Regions from separate parts of the Mus musculus genome. Here region 1 is linked to region 2. Evidence: chromatin contacts called from public HiChIP or PLAC-seq data. All regions are on one chromosome and are shown on one strand. The core of a region is the stretch at or near the end of the contact, and the rest is flanking DNA. Distances in the headings are between cores, read along the strand shown. Region 1 overlaps Dcaf5 (DDB1 and CUL4 associated factor 5). Region 2 overlaps Actn1 (actinin, alpha 1).

The links. HiChIP or PLAC-seq counts read pairs in DNA pulled down with a chosen protein or histone mark.
Region 1: an H3K27ac HiChIP or PLAC-seq map of trophoblast stem cells shows a contact between it and region 2, with 5 times the contacts expected there. The contact joins two enhancer-like sites. A contact is called at or near these places in 10 of 39 promoter capture datasets (the C10 cell line, the HPC-7 cell line, cranial neural crest and 7 more), 2 of 15 datasets of contacts at CTCF or cohesin (the NIH/3T3 cell line and large pre-B cells), 5 of 484 Hi-C or Micro-C datasets (the G1E-ER4 cell line, bone marrow-derived macrophages, granulosa cells and 1 more) and 10 of 115 datasets of contacts at active chromatin or transcription factors (the HPC-7 cell line, bone marrow-derived macrophages, double positive thymocytes and 4 more).

Annotation. Positions count from the first base shown.
Region 1 is chr12:80,404,116-80,410,497 of GRCm38.p6, reverse strand. Dcaf5 (DDB1 and CUL4 associated factor 5) reads left to right here. Exons shown (of 9, transcript NM_177267.5): 2 at 5,800-5,943. Among named protein-coding and RNA genes, the nearest start is that of Mir1843a, 16 kb to the right of the region's middle. Within about 2 kb of position 2,482, at least 6 of the 459 cell types and tissues checked have an H3K27ac peak or open chromatin away from gene starts, as enhancers often do. A contact at or near this core is called in trophoblast stem cells, where this site is marked.
Region 2 is chr12:80,208,654-80,215,018 of GRCm38.p6, reverse strand. Actn1 (actinin, alpha 1) reads left to right here. Exons shown (of 21, transcript NM_134156.3): 2 at 5,546-5,660. Among named protein-coding and RNA genes, the nearest start is that of Actn1, 49 kb to the left of the region's middle. Within about 2 kb of position 3,333, at least 93 of the 459 cell types and tissues checked have an H3K27ac peak or open chromatin away from gene starts, as enhancers often do. A contact at or near this core is called in trophoblast stem cells, where this site is marked.

The sequences.
Region 1 (6,382 bases), core at 1,233-3,732, 200 kb before region 2:
TAATGTAGGTGCTTGGGACTGAGCTCAGGCCCTCCTGTTGGCAAGCATTCTACTGACAGAACCATCTCTCCAGCATCTCTTTTTTTTTTTTTCCCCAGACAGGATTTCTCTTGTGTAGCTCTGGCTGTCCTGGAACTCACTCTACTCACTCTATAGACCAGGTTGGCCTCGAACTCAGAAATCCACCTGCCTCTGTCTCCCAAGTGCTGGAATTAAAGGCGTGCGCCACCACTGCCCGGCTAAGTTTATTCTTTTGAGAACAGTATTTGAAAGGAAATTTTATATTACTATAATGTCTATGAAGCTGTGGGTTTTATTGTGCTTTTTTTTTTTTTTAAATATACCTTAAACTACAAAGAACATTTCTCCAGTGTCTAGAATTATCCAGTGGTGTTTAGGAAGAGCAAGGACATGTTGAACTTTAATCCCTAATTGATGGTAGTACCTTAGGACTAGTGAGCTTAGCTTCTTTTATATTTGTTTCCTCATAAGCAAAATGGGGCAATTGGAGAAAATAATCCCCCAGGGATGATTGAGAGTGAGTGACTGGTGTGAGGAGAAAGCACACTTGAGCATGGTAGATTTCATCTGTTTCTGCCCAGGAATTAGAAACATTGTCTAAGACTGACTGGATCGAGTTCAGATTTTAAAGCTATAACTTTATTATATTCCAACACACTAGTTATCTGATTCTAGAGAAAGCACTTTATTTCTCGGGGTTCTAGGTATCCAGTTAAAAGTGGTGCTTTGATACCCACTACCTATTTAATGTAGAGTACTCCAAGATAGGAACCAAGGCAAGTCAGACTTCATTTTCTTTTCCCTTCTTCCCAAGCAGGATCTCATTCTATAGCCCAAGCTGGCTTCAAATTTACCTCAGTTCTGCCTCCCAAATATTGGAATTATAGGTATAGGCCACCATGCCTAGCCCTGACTTTTGAGCCTTTTAAAATAGGAATAACTTTGCTCTCTTATCTGGTATGAGATAAAATTAGATAAACAGATTTATCTTTTAAAAGGAAAGTCCTTGGTAAAAATTGGGTGTTTGCAGATACCTATAGATGTTATTCCACCTCTGGCTTAAGAAAGCTTTGCATTTTTATCTTCCTGTCTCAGCCTCCAGAGTAGTTTTAATTACAGGACAGTGCAACAAGGCTTGGTTCTGTCTCTGGCAACTTCTGCAGTGGGGGTCAAAGTCTGGATGGAGCCCTTACCTCTTCAGACTTGCTTGTGTTGCCTTTGGATTCCTTACCCATACTCCTGATTTAAGAAGTGTCATTGAAAGTCAGCCTAGGGCTGGAGAGATGGCTCAGTGGTTAAGAGCACTGAGAGCTCTTCCGGAGGTCCTGAGTTCAATTCCCAGCAATCACTTGGTGGCTCACAACCATCTGTAATGAGATCTGATGCCTCTTCTGGTATGTCTGAAGACAGTTACAGTGTACTTACATATAATAAATAAATACATCTTTGGGCCAGAGCGAGTGGGGCTGGAGCAAGAAGGAAAAAAAAAAGCCTAGTGCCTTGGCAGATCACCCAACCTAGCTTACCTGTGGTCAAATGCAGCCATCATTCAGTGTACAAAAACTTGGGCAGGTGGTGTAGCTCAGCTGCTAGAGTGTTTGCCTGGGACCTAGCTCCACACAAAACCTGATGTCTTATTGGTTGTCTGTAAAAGAGGCAAGAGCATCAAGGGTTCGGCATCATTTTAGCTACACTGAAGTTTTGAGATCAAGCTGACTCTTTTTAAAAAGTTTTAAACCTGGCCATTTAATCTGCCTAGTTTCAGTATCTCTTCACTGTCAATAGGCTGGATTGAGGTAGACTAAGGAGCAGTCTCTGGTGCCCATGTCCTGCATTCAGATCATTGTTGCCCCCCCACCCCCAGTGGTCTCCTATAGTCCTCCTGCCTCTACTTGCCAAGTGCTAGGATGGGTTTCATGTGATTCATAGTCCTGTATTACCTAAAAGAATTTGAAAGGCGGGGCTGGAGAGATGACTTAGCAGTTAAGAGCACTGACTGCTTTTCCAAAGGTCCTGAGTTCAATTTCCAGCAACCACATGGTGGCTCATAACCATCCGTAACAAGATCTGGTGCCCTCTTCTGGGGTGTCTGAAGACAACTACAGTGTACTAACATATAATAAATAAATAAATCTTTAAAAAAAATAAAAAATTTGAAAGGCAAGGATAAATTCATAGATGATACTTTGTAGAAATTAGGGTGTTTTGAGGTATGTACATTATTATTATTACTACTATTATTGTTGTTGTTGTTGTTGAAAAAGGGTCTCTCCACGTTGCTCTGGCTGGTCTCTCTACATTGCTCTGGCTGTCCAAGAACTCACTATGTAGACCAGGTTGACCTGGAAGTCACAGTCTTCTGCCTCCCAAGTACTAGCCTGGCTCAGCTTAAATCTCTATGTGTTTGTGCTCATTCATGTGTTTGTGTACCTGCTGCAGTACCCACAGAGACCAGCAGAGAGCATCAGATCCCCTAGAGTTACGTGAGGTTGTAAACCACCCGAAATGGTCATGGGGAACCAAACCCAAGTTCTCTGGAAGAGAAACAATTGCTTTTAATTGCTGAGCTATTTCTCCAGCCTCTATTTTGGCTTTTTGAAACAAGGTCTCACTCTGTACCCTAGGTTGGCCTGGAACTCAGTATTCATATCCCAGGCTGGTCTGAAACTCATGGTAATCCTCCTCCCTCAGGCTCCTTAGTGTCGGGAGTACTTCACTCCCCCAGTCTTAAACAGGAAGTCTAACCAGACTTCAGTTGGTAGGCGTTTAGATGGTTTTCAGTCTTAACTATTGCCTAGAGTCTCAGGGTTCTCCCCTGGTCTTGGCCTGGGCTTGCCTAGCTTTTTGAGGACACGCAAAGCAAATTGTTTCCTTCTGTGTTGAGCTGTTCTGGACCATAAAGTAAGAATGCCAGATGACAGCTTTAGTCATGGTATATAGTCTGCTTAGTGCCAGGACCCTCTGGGTAAGGCTACTCTTCTGTAACTTAAAAGCTGCCGCCGTCTCCTCCTCCTCTTCCTCTTCCTCTTCTCTTTCTTCTTCTCCTCTTCCTCCTCCTCTTTTTTTCTCCTCCTCCTCCTCTTTCTTCATCATCATCTTCTTCCTCTTCCTCCTCCTCCTTCTTCTTCTTTAGTGATCTTAGTTCAAAGTGAAATGAACCCTAAGAAGGGAGAGTGAGTGTATTTAGATTCACAGTTCAAGGATGTAGTCCATCATGGAGGGGAAGTCAGGGAGGCTGCACCCACATCAGCGAATGTGTGTTCGCCCCCACCCCTTCAAAGATTCAGATTGTTTATCATTGTTCAGCTTTAATGGCCCTTTATATAATTCGAATACCTTATCAGACATTCTCTGAAAATTTATTCCTGTAGTTCTTTCCCATTTTTTATCCTATTTAAGTGTCCCAGCACCAGCCTAATAGTTACAGTGGGCACTGTAACAACTTCCCATACTGCAAAATCACCTAGGAATGGCTAGGCAGGTGTAGGCAAAATCTGCTATATAATCCTGTCCAGTGCTTAGTTTTTAAAAACATTTTTATCTTTAATTGTGTGTGTGTGTGCCTTTTTACATGAGTACAGTACCCTGTCAGGCCACAAGAGGGCGGTGGATCTCTTGGAACTGGAGTTACAGGTGACCCTGACCCACAATGATGAAGTGCTAGCACTGAACTCTCTCTGTCCCTCTGTAAGAACAGTGCTCACTCTTCACTGCTGGGGCGTCTCTCTAGCCCCAGCACTGACTTTTTGGTTCATTCATTTAGATTCCAACGTTTCAACAAAACTGCCAAAATCTCTGCTGTCATGTAGCTTAAAAAATATTTTTCACAAATGGATGTTGGCGCCCATACTCTTTTACACCCAATTCTTCCTCCAGAAAAGACCTCTGGGTACTTCTGCACAGGCTCTTATAAACCACTGACAGCCTGCTCTGTGGCATGATCCTGTTTGTATAGATGTGCTGTAAGTGGTGCCAAGTGCACTGTTTACCTAGGGCAGCATAGCTTCACCACTAGCTTGGCCATTCCAGTCCTTATATTTTTAACCTTGGGTAGATGGAGAGCCAGAAGCTCAGGGCTACTGTTAATTGCTGCCCATGTAGCTTATCTTTTTATTTTTATTTTTTGGAAAAGAGTATTGCACTGGCTGGTTTTGGGTGTCAACTTGACACAGGCTGGAGTTACCACAGAGAAAGGAGCTTTCAGTTGGGGAAATGCCTCCATGAGATCCAGCTGTAAGGCATTTTCTCAATTAGTGATGGGGGGGGGGTCCCATTGTAGGTGGTGCCATCTCTGGGCTGGTAGTCTTGGGTTCTATAAGAGAGCAGGCTGAGCAAGCCAGGGGAAGCAAGCCAGTAAGTAACATCCCTCCATGGCCTCTGCATCAGCTCCTGCTTCCTGCCCTGCTTGAGTTCCAGACCTGACTTCCTTTGGTGATGAACAGCAGTATGGAAATGTAAGCCCAATAAACCCTTTCCTCCCCAACTTGCTTCTTGGTCCTGATGTTTGTGCAGGAATAGAAACCCTGACTAAGATAAGTATGTTGTTGGCTTGTTATAAAAGTCAAACAGGTGTTGTTGGCTTGTTATAAAAGTCAAACAGGAGACGTGGGATAAATAGCGTAGCAATTAAGAGCATTGGCTGCTCCTCAAGAGGACCTGGTACAGTTCTCAGCACCTATGTCAGCCAGCTCACAACTTCAGCTCCAGGGGAATCCAACATCTCTGCCGCTGCAGGAAGCTGTACTCATGTGCACATAACCACATGCAGATACACACCTACACTTCCATTTTTTAAAAAGTCAAGTAGGAATGGGTATAATAAATAGTTCAGTGGTAAGCACTTGAACCTTGATAGTATGTGCATGTGTGTGTGTGTGTGTGTGTGTGTGCATGTGCATGTGTGCATGAGTATGTGCAAAGTGTGAAATGCAATCTCTTCCCCACTTCTGTTTCCTAGATGTAATCTTCATTAGTAGTTTGTTCCTCTCTCCAGACACTTTTTAACACGTCGGCAAATATGTAGAACACACGTATGTATTCTGATTCTCTAGGAGCTAGTTGATACAGTGTGCTACTGCTTTTGCAGTTCAGACCACTGAAAATTACATGAAAAGAGCCAGGTCCCCAGAAGAACTGCAGTATAACAACCCTAATAGGAGTTAGGCCCTTAGTTGTGTGTATACTGTCCCATAGTCACCAAGACTACATCAAAGATTGCTTTGCAAATTGTTATGCTAGAAATACTACTTAAGAGTTCTTTGGTTACAAGTAGTAGAAACTAGTTTAGGTTCTAATGGCTATTTCCTGCTCCCTTCTCAAAAAACTTACTAGAAAGATTCCAAATAATAAGCAAATAAACATTTAAATGCTAAGTCTCAAGGAAGCCAAGCTGGACAAAGTGGTACTGGGTAAGGAGTGTCTCATGCCAGAGCTTATTCATTTTAATTTCTGTATTATCTGTTTAAGAGTCAGAACTTGAAGAGGGCTGAGACTTAACACAGTGGTAGATAGAGCACTTGCCTAGTATGCACAAGGCTCTGGGTTCCATCTCTATTACCACTAACCTAAAACAGTCAACCAAACAAGTCCTGGGAAAGTGTGGGTGCTTTAGAGTTCATGTGCCTCATGGGAAAAAAAAATCTTAGATTTATGTGCCCTCTCAGAGTCTTCCATAGTTGGAGAGATATAGATTCAGAAAGGATGGGAGTTGAGGTGGCAAAACCAAATGTTAGCCTTGCAATAACTATTTTAACCCTAGATTCTTGCTCTCTGCTAAAGGAGGAGACGACCGCCGAGTTCTGCTATGGCACATGGAACAAGCTATCCATTCCAGGGTCAAACCCATACAGCTGAAAGGGGAACACCATTCCAACATTTTCTGCCTGGCTTTCAACAGTGGGAACACCAAAGTATTCTCTGGAGGTAAGAAGACAGATTCTACCGTGGGAAATTAGTGAAAAGACAGAGTGGTAAGAGCGTATTTTTCTTCCCATAGCTTACTGAGCTGTGAAATTACTGGCTGACTATCATTTTTACTTCTGTGCGTTATAGCAGTTTAGATGTGTGAATTAGGGATCCATCATCCTTTCTCCATGCCCCGCCCCTTTGTGCCTTGGCTGAAAGTATGCTAATTTGTAGCGCGCACACAGGAAGTAATAATCTTACCACATACAGTGCATGCTTCCTATTTTGTTCTATATCTTCTGATATTTCATTTTTGTCCTGTTGTATTTTTAATTATTAGTGGGCATGTGGGTATGTGTACTCTTCCATCTTTACATAGCTTCTAGGAATCATACTTGAGTCACCAGGTTTATGCAACAAGTTCCTTTGCTTCTCCTGACCCATCTTTCCAGCTTTA
Region 2 (6,365 bases), core at 2,084-4,583:
TTCTTTAGGAGTGGTAGACACAGGTATTACTTGGTGCTTACCAAATGCACCACATATTGTGTTTGTATATAACATGCATGCAGACTTAGAAAGGTCCCATGCTTTCCCACTGTGGGAGCAGATACCCAGTGAGACTTAATTTAGACTTCTTGGCTGCTAATTCTTTTTTTTGTTTGTTTGTTTTTTTGTTTTTTTGTTTTTTTTTGGAGGCAGACCGGGTCCTTGTGGCATGCATTATATTTTCAGTTGTAGCAGTGTTTAAAGATTGAGCAGTTCCACATAGAAGTCTAGGTTTCTGGCTCTTTTCTTTTCCTTTCCTTTCCTTTCCTTTCCTTTCCTTTCCTTTCCTTTCCTTTCCTTTCCTAGCACCACTGTGAAGATCCAAGGAGTTAAATGTGACAAAACGCTCAGAAGAGTCGTCCATCCCATGCATGCACGCACATGCATGCTTCGTAAGCACAGTTGCTATCATGTCAACTGTGGCATGTATGTTTGCTTCTATTAGACCAGATTCTCTACAAGGCGTGCTTTAGGGTTGTCTCCATTTTGGATAGACGGTTATTAACATCTAGTGGGTAGGGGCCATGATGGGTGTTGAGCATCTGATGTCTAAGACCACGCTATTCCTCCAGCTGCAGAGTATTCTGACCTCAGACCCTGAAGTGTCAGGGTCAAGTACCCTGCTTACATACATGTGTGGCTTCACCGGTCACTCTGGTCTTACCAATGCTTTCAGGGGCTTCCTGGACTTTTGTAGAATTGCCATCATAAAGGGACTTCCTTACTCAGCTGGGGGACAGCGGAGGTGGGGTGGGGTGAGGGGGTAGCTGTGTGAACCCCTTCAGCACATTCACACAGTGTCCTCCTCTGACGTATGACATGTCCAGCTCTGGGTCCCTCAGTCCACCGAGCTCCGATCTTTCCTGAAGCTATCTGTCCTTTATCCTCCTGAAAGCAGCTGCCTAGGCTCTGTGTCGCAGTCATCTTCCAGATATGGTCATGGAGAGCTGCAGAAGTGAAGTCACCTGCACGGGGTCATTTGGGTACAGCTGCAGAGGCTCCCTGTCTCTCACCAGCTGCCTGTTCTGCCCCGGGGCCGAATCAGGCATGCTTCTTTGACTATGGACGTTGAGATGACCTCCTCAGACATGTCTTGTCTCCTGCTGGTCAGAGGCCCAGTTCCTGAGTCCTGTTCCTTCTGCCCATCTTTTTCTGGTCTACTTCCCTCCTGGGTGGTCTCCAATCTCTTGGACATTCACCCACTAGCCCCCTTCCTCACCTCTCACCGCCATGCTCCCCAGGGAGGCTGTCTCTCTCTTGCCAGCACTGCTGATGCTGGAGGGGCTTCCCAAAACCCATGTGGCTTTCATTTTCCAGTGACTGGTTTTCAGTGGAATGTCATGAAATTTGGCTCACTTGAAGTTTCAGCCTTGGTTCTACACCCCTTCCCCACCCTGCCCCGCTATCCCTGAGCCACAAAGCCATATCATTCTGGGGAGCAGAAGTTATGAGGAAGTTAGAATCGGTGTCAATGGCCCGAGGAAAGACACTTAACCCTTTCTGGTCCTGTGCCCTCCGTTATAAAATGAGGATGTTGAACTCAACATCTCTTCAAGCCTAATGCCATTGATGGAGTGTGCTTATAGTATGCACTGTAAAGACAATAGCTTTCTCCCTCTGGCAGGGAGATAGTGGTGCTTACAAGCCTACAAGTAGCCCTATTCCCCCCTCCCCAGTTCAGGTACCCCCTTCATGTTTTTGTTTTGAGATGGGGTCTCACTATGTAGCCCTAGCTGTCCTGGTATGTAGATCAGGCTGGCCTTGAACTCATGGAGATCCACCTGCCTCTTCCTTGAAGTGCTGGGGTTAATGGTATGTGCCACCATGGGTTCCTCCCTGGGTTTTAAAAGGACTCTCTCATCAGACCTTCTGTTTACAGTCCGCATGGTGTCAGCATTGTCTCATGTGGCTGTTGGATACCTGAGTTGGAGCGGCGACAGGCCACTCACCCACAGTGATAGATGTGGGGTCTTTGTGGGCATATCTGTGGCCACCTCACCTGTGTGGTCCTGCAATTCCTGTACTGTGCAGTGAGGCCACATAAGCTTGTGGCCTTCCTGTGTTTGCATCCCTCTTCCTACTAAGGTCAAGGTTACAGCTGACAATGACATTAGAAACTCAGCCCCTGGCTCCTGTCATGGGAATAATCATTTGTACCCCAGTCCTTGTTGGGTATGACTACTCGGAGGTCATTGTGATAACAGTGGGAGCCACTTCAGGGCCCACTGTATTTCAGGCACATTAACTTTTAGGGCCATTATTAACATAAAGAAAAACTACTACTTTGTTAGTATTATGCCTCAGGCATGCCTGGTAGTTAACTGTTGTCCCCATTGTATAGTTCTGATCACTGAGGTATATGGAGAAGGCTGTGTGGTTCACAGGAGACAGGAAGGACACCTTCTCAAATACCAGAGAGATTCTAAGGGTATATTAAAGGAGACATGTTGCCATGGTAGTTGTTAAGGGCAAAATGAGAACATGGTAGAAGCCAGGAAACTGGGACAAGATGTATCTCACCGGCCAACCCATGAACTTCTCTCCTATGTGTCCCTCAGATACCCTGCTCCGTGGATACAGTCTTCCCTTCGTGCCACCGTTAGTTACCAAGGTCAGGGATGGGTGAGGGGACCCAAGTTCCTCCCAGTTTTCAATCCCTGCCCAAGATCTGAAGAGGCTGGCCACTGGACACACATGAACACACATGCATGTTTGTGTGTATTTGTGTGCATGGTGGGGAGAGGTATAGGAGTAGAGGGGTGACAGCAAAGGCACTGTTCCAGCTCTGGAGTAGGTCTCAGTGTGGTCCTTGCTTAAGCATGGCTCCTGAGACCCTGTGTGGCACACCCTTCCTCTGAGCACATTTCTAGAGCGCAGTGGACTGTGAAGGGGCTGGCCATCTTCTCCCTCTCCCTGTCTCCTTATTAGACTGTGAGATGAACAGGCTCCCAGAGAAGAGTGAAGACTTTTGGTGTGAGGGAATGTTAGAAAAAGGAAGGCCAGGGGTGCAGGCAGGTCTGTGGGTCCTTGCCCCTTTATTTAAATGAGGTTGGTCCATTAGGCCTCTGCGTGTAGCACTGCCCACCCTGGTTGGGGCCAGGAGTTTCTGCAGTGGGTGTCCCTTTGGCTGCCAGCTTCTCCTCCTTCCTTGCTGAATCCTGGGGGCACTGCTAAGGAGATGATCTTTCTGCGGGGACCTTGCAACCTGGAGAGAACATAGTTGGGCGGTACATGGTGGTCTGTGGTCTGCGGTGATGCACAGAGTTGCTGTCAAGAATTTACTGCCCCCCTCTGCTGTTCTTCAAGCACACATTGGCACCAGTCCCAAAGGTCCCTCAGGAGCACCTGAAAAGGTGGGGCCTTGGGTAGCTTTGTGGCTGGAGGCAGGGAGGAGAGAGAGAGAGAGAGAGAGAGAGAGAGAGAGAGAGAGAGAGAGAGAGAGAGAGAGAGAGGGAGGGAGAGGGAGAGAGAGAGAGAGAGAGAGAGCCCAGAGTGGAGCCAGCCCTCCTCCCCAGCCCTGTCATGGTTTGTGGTGGTGGTGGTGGTGGTATCTTTTTCCTTCTTACTGTTAATGGCACCCTCACTACGTGGCAGGCACTTTGTAAGTTGGTTTTTAAACCCTGTGGACTTGGAAGTACCTTGCAATCCCTATTTTACTGCCAAGGGAGCTGGAGTTCCGAGAACAGTGGATTCAGATCTGGTTCACAGGAGAGTGCATTCTTAACATTGTATTACTCCACACCCCCCATGCCTGGGCTTTATGGCTACTGCTTGTAGGGTTCTTTAATACTTTGGATGGGTTCAGAGCACTGAGCCTTGAGGCTCTGGGGACTAGGGCTTTTATTGACTCTTCCTTGCAAAGCTTATTAGCCCCAGAGCTTTGTCCTGGAGACCTGAACAAACACAGGTGTTGTTTTGGCCACCACAGCTTCCCCAGGAAGTGGGGTTTGATAGCTCCTTTCTACAGCCCTTCGCCTTTCACAAGCCATCGTCTTCTTACAACAGCCCCTTCCTCCCTCAGTTCCTCCCCCCTCTTCAAGACTCACAGGCCTCAGCTGGGCAACTCCAGTTTGTCTTCCAGTTGCTAGCACTGGCCAGTTTCCCTGGAAGCTTTGGGAAGCCTTTGGCTGAGGGTTGAAGGGGCTAAAGGTTGGAGGATGGGTCTGGACGGGGCTTAAGAACAAGGGGTTGGCAGAGGCAGGCAGATTTCTGAGTTCAAAGCCAGCCTGGTCTACAAAGTGAGCTCCAGGACAGCCAGGGCTATACAGAGAAACCCTGTCTCAAAAAACAAGACAAAACAAAACAAAACAAAAGAACAAGGGGTTGGGAGGTGGTGATCGTGGAATAAGACACTCCCATCCCTGGCCCCAGAGAATGTGCAGTGTGGTGGCTCGGGTCCAAAGTGAAGTATGGACAGGTGGCAGTTGGGAGAGATTGTGTAGAAACAGAGTAACTGTACTTACTTTAAAGATCTACACATTCTGTGTAATATTTGAAATGTAACTCTGCGGGGGTGGGGAGACACCTGGCGGGCCCATGCCAAGATGCCCTCCTGAGAAATCACAACATGCAACAAACCTAATATAAGGGAGGCTTGGGAGAAGGAAAGGAAGAGAAGGGGTAGAGGCAGACAGACAGGAGCAGAGCCAATGGGGCAGATAATGGGGGACAAAGAACAGATGGGGGCGGGGGGGGGGACAGAGACAGGAAGACTGGCTGGGAACAGAAAAAGAAAAACATCTGGGCTGGTGAGCAGTCTTTTCATTCTCACCCATGCCTGGCAGCAGCAGGTAAAGACGGCAGGTGATGATGTAAGCTGATGATGTAAGCCAATGACATAAGCTTGCTAGGTTCCTGGGAGGAGCCTAGCGGAAGTTCCTGTAAGCCAACATTCCTCCTTTCTTATTTAATTAAAAATGAGTAGCTAGGAGGGGGTAACGGTGGGGCAGGAGTGAGGTTGTCCTGTTCTCTAGATTACTTCCTGATGACTGGGGGTGACAATGGCTTTGGGGACCCTAAGAAAATTGGAGTGCTGGCTGCTTCACTGCTGTTCAGGATCCATGAGAATATCTGCAGCTGGGAAAGTGCAGGCCCCGTTGAAGTATCTGCCAGGGTAGACTGAGCACCTGTGAGTAGCTGCCCTGGAGCCGTCCTGGATGCAGATGCTGAGTAAACACCTGGACCTGGCAGGACGATGGGGCAGACATATATACTAAGGGCAGAGGATAAGTTAATGTGACCATATGGAACAACCACACTAAGAGTGACTATGGATTCTGCTGAGTGGGTGGCCACCTTCCCTGGTCCCTTCACGTGGCTTATACGCTGAGGATGGCCCAAGCCTGTTGAAGGCCTTTCGTAGAACAACTGTTAAGAAAGTGTGGGGCGAGGACCCTGGAAGCCACTGAGGCCTGGGGTGCGTGCCTCAGAGACTACGGTGGCCCATGAGGAGACTGACCATCTGCCTGTCTTCCCTTTGTATTAGACGTTCACAGCCTGGTGCAACTCCCACCTGCGCAAAGCGGGGACACAGATCGAGAACATCGAAGAGGACTTCCGAGATGGCCTGAAGCTCATGCTGCTCCTGGAGGTCATCTCAGGTGAGCCGGCCCCAGCCCAGGACCCGGTGGTATCTCTGGGTTCTGTCCACGTTCACACTGGCCTCCCTGGGCACCAGGCACACATGTGGTGCATTCGCATACATGCAAGCAAAATTCTCATATAATAAAAAATACAAAAAAAAAGAGAATTAATTAAGATCATAACTTCTAATTAAGAAACATCATCACGATTAATAAAGTAGCACACACCACTTACTCTCATTCCTTGGAGGGATTACCCTAATGACCTTAGCCCTGTCTTATGACTTGGAGAATCACCATGCTGCAGCCAGCCAAGCTTCCAGGACCTGAACCACTAGGGGACAAACCACATCCAAATAATAGCATTGTGCATGTCCTCTTGGGTGCTCAAAGCAGTAGCTGGCCCTCTGTTTTTGCTGCACACTTCATCTTATCTTAAACCAAGCCTGGGACCACAGACTGCTCTGCTCTACCTTTCTTTCCAACTTGACGTTTGCATTCTTGGCTGTCTGTTTCCTTCTTTCATGATCCCCTTCGAGCCTTTTGTCCTGTGGGCTTCTGGTGACTCCCACCTAGAGGAAACCTTGGGAAGGCCGGGAAGGCCTTAGGTTCTGTCTCCTCCCTGTCTCCTCCTCCCTGAAGTCCCGCTTTGTGAAGCCGCCCCAGGCCTAAGATCCTCTGACAGCCCAAATATGGTCACGTTGTTCCCTCGCTTGGAAGGCT